2 separate regions of the Bombyx mori genome follow, and region 2 is linked to region 1. A link is a contact called in public Hi-C data. All regions are on one chromosome and are shown on one strand. Each heading gives the region's core, a stretch centred on a gene start, on an enhancer-like site or on the middle of the called end of the contact. The rest is flanking DNA. Distances are from core to core; before and after follow the strand shown.

Region 1 (5,421 bases), core at 491-2,990:
TACGTCGTATATGTCTATGGGCTTCAGTAACCACTTAACACCAGGTGGGTTGTGAGCTCGTCCACCCATCTAAGCAATAAATAAAAAAAGGGTGTCTTGTGAGTCCGCACTGGTAGGTACCACCACCCCGCCTATTGCTGCCGTGAAGCAGTAATGCCTTTCGGTTTGGGGCAGCCGTTGTTCTGTTAAAACTGACCTTAGAACTCAAGCTTCAAGGTGGGTAGCGGCATTTACGCTGTAGGATATGTCTGTAGGGTAACCACTTATCATGTAGTAGCACCGTAAGCTCGTTCAATCACCTTAGCAATAAAAACAGACTATTTGAGAAAAAAATCTCCTCGGACGAACTCATACTCTTAGTGTATTTTAAAGTTCTAAAGTTCATAACTATTACAATTTACCTTCAACAATTTAAGGAGAACTTTCAAAAACGTCCACCAATGCGAATTGTGACTTATCAAGTGCTTCCGCACGGCATCCAACCAGTACTGCAGAAGATTTACCAATTCCTTACCCAGAACTCCCCAAGTCTTCGATGGTTGCAAATTAATCATCATTTGAAACAGTACTATCGCAAAACCATTTTCATCGTGTTTATTAAAATACTGGAAAATTTGAAAACATTGAAGCAAATATTTATTTATTAATTAATATTTATTTATTAATTAATATTTATTTAAAAGTTATATTTAATTAATTAGGTACCCACTTCAATTTCGAAAGAACGAATTTTCTTTAACGCTAGTATGGTCGACATGTTGAATTGAATTTTACTGTTTTTAAGACTGTTAGCATTTTCAGTCACTGAAATATAGTCCCTCAGATTGTTTACATTTTTTATTAATTTATTTGTGTCCATTTTAAAATATTATATAGCCCTAAAATTCACATAACAATTACTTTAAATGAATACTTTTAGCGCGAAATAGTTTTCAGCTAGTTTGAAAAGACGCCATTTCTTGCAACGTCTTTTAAATGTTGGTATTCCTGCTACGTTTTTTTTTTCATTTGCTTATGACTAAAACTTTTTAGCCAGCAATTTTCAGAATAATATTATTTATTAGAGGAAAATATATAAATTATACAGAACTATCAATTTCAGTTGCAACATTGCATTACACGATTAATAAAATTAGTAGTTTTGGTGGATTTTAAAACACAAATAAAACTACTTTTAAAAATTGGTAATTAGAGCTGTTTAAAACAATAAATAAACTACTCTTAAATAAACGTAACCCTGAAAACTTAAAACAATCTTTAACTAGATTATTTTTTCTTCTTTGTTGCACTGTCCTCACCGCCACATAAGTTCCTACAATAGTGGTGAGAGATGCTTGCCACAGAGAAACAAAGTATATTGTCTTTAGAGCAACACAAATTCTCCTCCCGATCCGTTAACGGTGCTTCTATGTATCTCAAGCACCGGTCACCGTCCTCGCCGAACCCGTCGCTTGCGATGAAGGGCTCGACGAGCGAATTAACCCATAGACACAGCCCACTGAGTTTCTCGCCGAATCTTCTCAGTGGGTCGCGTTTCCGTTCAGGTGGTAGATTCTGCGAAGCACGGCTCTTGCTAGAGTTCTTGTTAGCAACATCGTCAGGTTTGAGCCCCGTGAGCTCACCAACTAGTCCGGTGATCCTGATATGGTCCCCTAGCCCATCAGCTTAGGTAGGTAAAAAAAATATAAATGTAGAAACATAACAAAATTTAGGATTAAAGGTCCAAACATAAAGTGGCAGTGCAAGTGTGTTTGACATTTCGAACGATACTTGACAGTCTTGACTTCTTGTCAGTTCTCAACTTCAGCGACTTCACTTCAGTCTCCTCCAACTGCCAATGGTGTTCGTGCGCCTCACCGCGTCGTGGTTGTCGTGCTGCTAACAAAAAATAGATCGATAAGCCAATTACAAATGACCAAAAACTATAGTCAACGAGTGTTATAAAATGTTGTTTCGTTTTCCGAGGCGCACATTCCTCAGGTTGTTTAGTTTTTATCATATGTTCAGTTTAGTATTATGATCGCGTCATAGCGCACAGTTCAACATTCAGAGATCAGTCGATATAATGCGGCCCGAAAGCGAGAACTATTCGTCGAAATCATTATGATCCCTATAGTGTATACGGTGTATGGATTCGCGCTTTTCTTTATTGTCGCGTGGATTTGTTTGTGGCTAATACATATTATGGCGCTATCGTACTGTAAATGGAAACTTCACAGGACGGTGGACCGGTCGCCGCCCGAACAGCCTTACCCGGGCGTGTCGATCTTGAAGCCGCTCACCGGTGTAGATCCGAACCTTTTCTCGAATCTAGAGACTTTCTTTTTACTCGACTATCCGACGTACGAACTTTTGTTTTGTGTTGAGAACGAAAACGATCCGGCTATAATGTTAGTGAACAGTCTCCTACAGAAGTATCCTCAAGTGGAAGCTCGCTTGTTCGTCGGCGGACTGAATGTCGGAGTGAACCCGAAGATCAACAACATGCAACAAGGATATATCGCCGCCAAATACCCTCTTATCGTAATAAGCGACGCTGGGATCCGAATGCGAGACGATACCCTGCTGGACATGGTGCAACACTTGAAAGAGAACGTCGCGATCGTTCACCAGATGCCCTTCGCGTATGATGCCGAAGGATTTGCTGCTGTTTACGAGAAAGTATACTTCGGAACGTCACAGGCGCGAATGTACCTCGGAGCCGATTTTCTCGGCATCAATTGTCACGTCGGCATGTCGACCTTGATCCGGCGTTGCGCTATCGAGGAAGCAGGAGGACTTGCCGTGTTCGCGGACTATCTCGCTGAAGATTACTTTATGGCAAAGGAAATAGTATCGCGAGGATGGAAGATGCGGGTGGCGTCGTTGCCGGCGCTGCAGAATTCTGGGACTCGGTCTGTGGGCGCGCTGCAGGCCCGGCTCACACGGTGGGCACGGTTGCGCGTCGCCATGGTGCCGGCCACTACTCTGCTGGAGCCACTCAGCGAGTGTATGCCGTTGGGCGCAGGAGCCGCCTGGGCTGCAGGACAGCTCTTTGGAGCAGAGCCATTGGCCTTTTTCCTAGTGCATGTGTTAGTGTGGTTTCTCTCAGACTGGTTAATGTTACGGTCGGTGCAGAATGGTTCACCTCCCTTTACGAAAGTGCAATTCTTACTGGGCTGGGTTTGGAACGAGTGTTGTGCACCTTTCGTACTTGCAGTGGCGTTGCTCAGTCCTGAAATTTCATGGAGGACTCGCAGTTATCGCTTGGACTGGGGTGGCCGTGCCCGTGAACTCAGCTCCAAACTCAAATTTTAAGCGACCCACCTCCATTGCATTGGAAAGCTTTAATTTTTTGTCAGCCAGTGATGGATCTGTTGAGTTCTAATCTGTCTCAACTCTGTATGTGTTTAGTGTTAAGTTTTTTTTATTGCAATATTGCATTACTTTGAAACAAAAAGTTGATAGTTGCTTTTGTTTTAGAAAGTGATTTACATTAAAGTTGTCAATTTAATTTATTTTAGTATTTGTTATAGTGATGTACATTCTGTTTTTGGGTAACGTAGATGCGTTGTGTCAATGTTTTAGTTGATTGATTTGTTGTAAATTGAGAATGTTCTATCTTTTAACTGTACAAAATTTTTGAGTATCTGTGATGATTCAATTTACCTGGAGATAAAACATTGTGAAAATCTATAAATTGTGAAAATTTCATGAAAAAATATTTCTTTAAGATTACATAATTTGAATAGAGTATTACTAGATCTAAACAATTATATCTATCTCTTTATTTATAAAAAATATTTATTATTTATTTCTGTATAGTTTATTAATATTTATTTATTTACTGCATATTTATTTATTACATATATCAAAGAAAAGTTTACCTACAAAAATTGGTACTTGTCTGAGGATTGACTTGCTATATTGAGTGTCTTACCTATTGACCATGTGTTAAAATATTGTTTAAGAGTACAAAACGGACTTGTCAACATAGAAAAAAAAACAGGTAACTCACAGCTTGTGTTTATAATACAATCTTCACATAATAAACTGCATACAGTCTGATGTAATGACTGATTTTAAAGTTTGTGCTTTCATTTGATAAACCTCTTAATTTCCATTTGTAATATCTGTTCAAAATGCAATAGCATATCATATTTTTCAGTTTACACCATCAAGCTTTAAGCTGTAGGCAGCAGCTCAGCTGTGCCACTGCAATTGCTGTTGCCCTAGAGCACTGGGGACTTAACCAGAAAATGGGCTATATATTAGAGCGTCTTCAAAGGCAATTTTATTTCTGCCGTGAAGCATTAATGCGTTTCGGTTTGAAGGGTGGTGCAGCCATTGTAACTATACTGAGACCTTAGAACTGATATCTCAAGGTGGGTGGCGCATTTACGTCGTAGATATCTATGGGCTCCAGTAACGACTTAACGCCAAGTGGGCTGTGAGCTCGTCCACCTATCTAAGTAATAAAAAAAAGGCAAATATTAATTAAGTACGTTTTTTTTTACACTGAGTAATCTTGGATAATTTCATTTGCAGTACAAATGCAATGTAAGGACACTGCTTAGAGCGCCCCTAGCGGCAAACCTAGGCAAACGTTCCAACTCCATATAAATTTGAGTTAACTTTTACGCTATCGATAACGTTAAAAAACTCGAACTACGACAACTCGACATCCCTAACTCGTCTAGGTTGCGTGTGGGTGGGAGGGATTTTACGTAGACCGTTTACCTCGTTATTTTATTTAACAAACTTAATATTCACTTTTAATAATGATATCACAAACATGTATATTGCTACCTCTATGGAACATATTTTTAATTTTCCAGATAACGTATTAATTAAATTTTAATCTATTACCACAAAAATATATTCAGGCGACTACGTATTTTACGTATTTTGATTACGTAAACTAATAAATTGTGTGTTACTATATAGGATTAAGTCAACTGGAACTTTTCTTGTCTTTATTAAGGAGAAGATACAACATTAATGTGTTTATTTAAAAAACTTTAAACACGATGTTAAAGTTTTCTCCTGTTCCTTCAGTCGATCGCTCATTGCTTAGTATGTAATTTGTAGTCACTTATATCTGTTATCGGCTCAGTGAAGTGGGTGGCTGAGTCTCGTGTCCAAAAGCTCGAACCCTTGGCCACTCCCATCTTTTTTGGCGCCGACCTCTGGATCGTCTTCCATCCACTTTACACATCACAATAAGTCTCTCCAGGTTGTCAGAGGGTTTTCTTGCTATATGACCAAAATATTGGAGCACTCTTTGAAAGGATACGGTGGATGGCCTTAACGTTTTAACATCGTTTAAATAACTGCTAACCTTACTTTTAAAAACGCGTAACTATTTGGTTTGTTTGGCTGGTTTGCAATACCCTACCAACAAACTGGTAAATATTATAATTTAATAGAGGGGGATGAAGT
Region 2 (5,445 bases), core at 2,871-5,370, 43 kb after region 1:
TATTAAAGTTGGCTCACTATAACGTTTTTTTTCTAACCTATTTGTTCTAAAATAAAGCATTATTTGTGAACTATTATTCCACGCGGACGAAGTCGCGAGCAAAAGCTAGTTAATGTATAAAAATAGGTTTGCGCACAGTAAAGTAGGTACTCCTTTTTCATCATGTGGGTTTTTCGTGGCAATATAGATTTCAATAGAGCTGTAGGCGACACATATCAATATTCTAATTATTTATTTAGTTACACTTAAAAATGATGTGTTTTATAACAGTTTACATGTTTTCATTGTTGATTATGATTCACGTTTATTTCTTTAATAAATGCACGAGCGCACCCGATCGTCAACGATGGTCTGAAGAACTGTGGCACTTTTTAACACAGTCAGTCGGGCAGATACATCGGCACCGCGCGAACGACAATCAGACGCGCTCATACCTCAGTAAAATCTCGTCTTTTATTTACATCGCCTACAAGAGCTTATATAAAAGCAAACAAGCTGACATGGTGTTGTAAGGTTACCGGAGCCGTAACAATTACAACCTCCAAACCTCAAAAATTTTTGTATCCTCGTGCGAGCTCACAATGGTTGAGTCATAAAGATCTCTCAAGGTTTTCATAATCATTTTAATAGCAGATAAACCGTAAAAACGTCTGGGGCTATTGACGGCAACGAACATGAGCGATAATAAAAACATACGAATATTTTTCCTCGTCGAAAAGCATTCGCATGCTGTGTTCCGCACTTAGAGAAGGCAGCACGATATGAGAACCCTCTTGCCGTGGCCGCTGGAAACTACATACCCGATCCTGTAGACCGAATGGTCGCCCAAAGCATGTCATTATGGATCCTCCAGATCCATTAACGGTGCTTTTAGGTACCACTAGCACCGGTCACCGTCCTCGTCGAACCCGTTGCTTGCGACGAAGGGCTCGACGAGCGAATTAACCCATAGACACAGCCCACTGAGTTTCTCGCCGGATCTGCTCAGTGGGTCGCGTTTCCAATCCGGTGGTAGATTCTGCGAAGCACTGCTCTTGCTAGGCTCAGTGTTAGAAACACTCCGGTTTGAGCCCCGTGAGCTCACCTACACACGTTAGGGCGAAGCTGAAATAGCCTCTCAAGGCTATCAGCATAGATAGGGAAAAAAAAGCGTGTTCCGAAAATCGGTATTCAGTAATATTAATTGTAAAATTTAAAATAGTAAAAATTTCTTCTGAGATTAGTAGAGCACGTGAAGACAGAATGAAGTCGGGTCACCGAAATTACATATCGAACGACGACACCGACCTTCTCCAAATGGGAATTAATTATTCAGTCGCCCGCACCTCCGGGGGCTTAGTATTACAATTCTAATTAAAATAATACGACTGGTCAATAAAAAATACGGAATCCCGAGTGCGATTTCCGAAAGAAATCAGTTTGTTTTTTTTTTTTTATCTTTGTGCTACACCAAAAAATATACATTAAAATACAAAAAGACACAATTGGCGGTCTTATCGCTAAGAGCGATCTCTTCCAGACAACCATCAGGTGGACAAGAATCATTTGGAAACCAATCGTACCAATCCAGTGAAATATACTTATATATGTTACGGTAAAAGTAGATATTGCGGCAAATATACACATTTTCCGGTAACAATATCTACTTTTACTGGAACATACCTAGTCTTGCCATAAATACTGAGACAAAGGAAAAAAAAATTATATTGCCAATAACATTTATTACTTTTACAGTGTGTTAGTTTAATACATAAATATAAAACAATTTAAAGTATAAAAAGCTTATTCGAAGTCGTCTCCATTGGCTGTAATACAGTCCTTTAAACGTTGAGGCCAGTTATCAATACAAGCACGCACTCTTTCCATGGGAAAATTTTTCACTGCCAATCGTACGGATTGTTTTAGGGACTCCAAATTATCATGGCGTTTAGAGCAAGCCGTACTCTCTAAAACTGACCATAAATCATAATCCAGCGGATTAATATCGGGACTAGACGACGGCCAGTCTTCAGCTCTGATGAAGTCCGAAACGTTCGTTTCCAACCAAGACTGCGCAGACCGAGCTTTATGACCTGGCGCCGAGTCTTGCTGGAAGGACCATTCTTGATTATTGAAGGTCCCACCTGATGGTGAGTGGTTACCGTCGCCCATGGACTTCAGCAATGCCAGGCGCAGTGCCAAGCCGCTGCCTACCGCTTAATAATTTCCACAAGCCTCGTTTGAAGAAGGACATGTTATAGCGCTCGGGAAACACCGTGGAGGGGAGCTCATTCCATAGCCGGATGGTATGTGGCAAAAAAAAAAGCTTAATCGAAATTGAAAATGTGTGGTAAAGCTATACGAGTAATGACAGCTTTAAAGTATTACACTTAATATGTCGCGATACTTCATTCACTTATGTTTCAAATGAAGCATTACAATAGAGGGTCCTGAGGCCGTCTTGTGAGTCGCAAGAAGGTACCATCACCTTGCCTATTTTTGCCGTGAAGCAGTAATGCGTTTCGATTTGAAGGGCGGGGCAGCCGGTGTACTCTGAAAACTGAGACATAGAATTCATGCCTCAAGTTAGATGGTGGTATTTACGTTACTGATATCTGTGGACACATCCAGTTAACATGCAAGAAAAGACTTTTTGACGGGAACGCAAGGAGTGAACTTGTGTGATTTGTTTTATTTTGTCTATTTAGTGTTTCTTCAGGTTTAAATGTGTAATAACAGTGGTTTATTAACTGTTTAATATCTGTAAAAGTGCACAAATGTGGGAAAATGAATCAAAGCCGCTGGAGGTAACTTCTCGGCTTCCTCCAAAAAGTCCACTGTAAAAAAAATCAAGCAAGAAAAAGAAAAAAGTGTGGTGACTCTGGTGACTTCTTTTATTTCTCCTCAGCTCGCGAAAATGCTAGTCACTCGAACAAACTTTTAAGATACGTCATGTTCCTCATAAAAACAAGTAGTATATAAGTGTACATTGTATTGTGAACATTGAATTGAATAAACGCTAGCACAGACTAAAAAAAGTGTTTTTTTTTTAAACCAACAATCACAGGAAGTGATGTGTCGGCTTCCTAAACTGCCTTTACGTTGGCAAACGTAACTCAGGTTGTTTTCCAATTACAGCACAAGAGCGCATTATGCGGCATAATGCTCAACGTTGAATGTTCCAACTACAGCAACTCGAAGCACAATCGAGCACTCTCAAAAGTACTGCTCTCGCGTGATACTCGCAATCGATACCGACTCAGTGACAGAAAATTGACAAGTGTTTTTTCTTTAAGTTGGCATTAATCGAAATTTTGTTTATATTATCGTTAGTAATATTATTTAATGTTGAAAAAAATTGTAAGGCTTTCGTTTCGTCGTAGTTTCTCAGAAATAATCAATGTTAATTAAAACTGTGCTAACTTAGCGCACTCTGCTGATGCATTTGAAAACTAATTCACGTTCCAATTAAGCTTCAGCATAATTCGGCATTGTGCGTCACTGAGTCGCATTATGCTCTGTAATTGGAAAACTACCTCAGTAGGCACTAGCTGTGTGCTTAGTGCGAGCTTTTTAACATTCTCAATAGCGTGAAAGTTAACCCAATTTGGATGCAGTTGGAACAGCGCCCCTAACGGCAAACGTAGGCAAACGATCCCATTTCATACAAATATGAGCTAACTTTTACCCAATCGAGAATGTTAAAAAACTGTTCATTAATATTCCGTTTTTAATTTCGTATCATTTATTATCAGGTGATTCATTAAATTCACAATAATTAGGTACTTAACGTTTAAGCTTGTTGCCACATGCCAGGTGTGTACGCTTGTACTGGCTCGTAAACATTATTACACGGAAACTTTTTATTTATTAACTAGCGACCCGCCCTCGCTTCGCTTCCTTAACATTAAAACAAACATGAAACAAAAAAAAATTAAAATTAAAAAAAAATAGCCTATGTTCATCAGGGACAATGTCGGCTTCTAATGGAAAAATAATTTTTCAAATCGGTCCAGTAGTTTCGGAGCCTATTCGAAACAAACAAACAAACAAATCTTTCCTCTTTATAATATTAGTATAGACTTCATAAATATTCATTTAGTTAGTTTAATTTAATTAAATACACATGATAGATACGTGAACGAATACATGACGGAAAGTTTTAATTTATTATTATCAACCCATTCATACTGTATCAATATCGTGTGTCATATAGATAATACTTAGATCGTTGAAAAACAAAACTTGTAATTGAACAAAAATTGTAATTTGAAACAGGACTAACACCGGAGAGGCTTTTAAAAGCAAATTAAAAAGGTTATCTCGTAAATTAGATTTTTTTTCTTTTTCCTTAATCGTAACTAGGACACAGCACGCAAAGGCGGATGCACTAAGATTTCCTCAAAACGCCAATTGCTATCTCGATTTTTTGTTCGCTTTACCTGTTAATTTTAATGTTCAAAGGTTAATGATTCCTTAGAAATCACAGCATGAATGACGCTACGCACACCGAAACATTACTTCAGTGTACATTATTAGTTACAATAATAAATTTACACACGAATTAGCAGCATTTTTGTAACTACTCGTACGGGATTAGGTACAATACGCCAAACCACAAATAATTACGATTTCTTCGTCTACGACTTCTGTGGTTTTAATTCTATTACACGGTTATATTCATTCATCGTCAAGTTATGTCTGGGCTTTTATATCAATTGCTTAATAATTACGCATAAATTAATTAGTTCACGTTTGATTTTCATTACGCGTTGTTATTTCTTCATCGTGGTAGTTAGTCATTCGTGACCATATTGTGTAAGTACATAGTCCTTGAACAAAGTGTTTGTCTCCCGAACTTAAGAACTGGCTTAGTCTTTTGATGCGTGTACATCACTTCTTCTCTTCTATATCTTAATCTTCACTCTTAAAAGATTTCTGTGCTTCATTATAACATGCAATTCGTCTTCCTTTAGAACGTGTATTTTGATGTTATTGAGACAGAAATAAGCGGAACGTTTAAATCACAGTGGTTTTATTGAATCGGTTGATTGTGTACGTGTCATCGATCCGAGTGGCCGTGTTCGACTGAACTAAAATAGGCTACGACGAGTGGAATGAATACAGCGAGCGTGTGACGACACTAAAGCGCTTTATTCACGATCCATCTCGGCTGTACGTCAGCTCAAGGCCGCGGTGCTGGATGCAGCATACAGACTATCGTGCGCGCATCAAGCGTGGAGAGAATAAGTGGAACTTATATCATTCAATAAATCTTGAAAGTGTTAAATCTGCTGTACAGCAAGTCTATTTATTCAATATCAAGCACGCACGACGCAGGACCGCTCTGACGTACGTCCGCTTTAATCACTGTCTATCTGCACGACGTACGCGGTGGTGGGGGCACTCGCTGGATGCAAAATTGGTCCTGCAAATCCAGCAAACAATTAATAATAATTATCGACG

What was found. A called contact is a pair of places that touch in the nucleus more often than the background predicts.
Region 2: a Hi-C map of whole pupa shows a contact between it and region 1, with 1.6 times the contacts expected there. The contact joins the enhancer-like site here to the promoter of LOC101746025 in region 1. A contact is called at or near these places in 6 of 7 Hi-C or Micro-C datasets (midgut, posterior silk gland, an unstated tissue and 1 more).

Annotation. Positions count from the first base shown.
Region 1 is chr20:7,714,747-7,720,167 of ASM3026992v2, forward strand. LOC101746025 (ceramide glucosyltransferase) reads left to right here and starts at 1,741. Exons shown (of 1, transcript XM_004933221.5): 1 at 1,741-4,066. The coding sequence starts at 2,104. The coding sequence ends at 3,297. It overlaps LOC110386435 (repetitive organellar protein), which reads right to left and starts at 981. Exons shown (of 14, transcript XM_038018181.2): 1 at 710-981; 2 at 402-605. The coding sequence starts at 859.
Region 2 is chr20:7,755,726-7,761,170 of ASM3026992v2, forward strand. LOC119630072 (a long non-coding RNA gene) reads right to left here. Exons shown (of 2, transcript XR_005245882.2): 2 at 1,702-5,407. Among protein-coding and RNA genes, the nearest start is that of LOC119630072, 4.2 kb to the right of the region's middle. Within about 2 kb of position 4,121, at least 2 of the 8 cell types and tissues checked have open chromatin away from gene starts, as enhancers often do.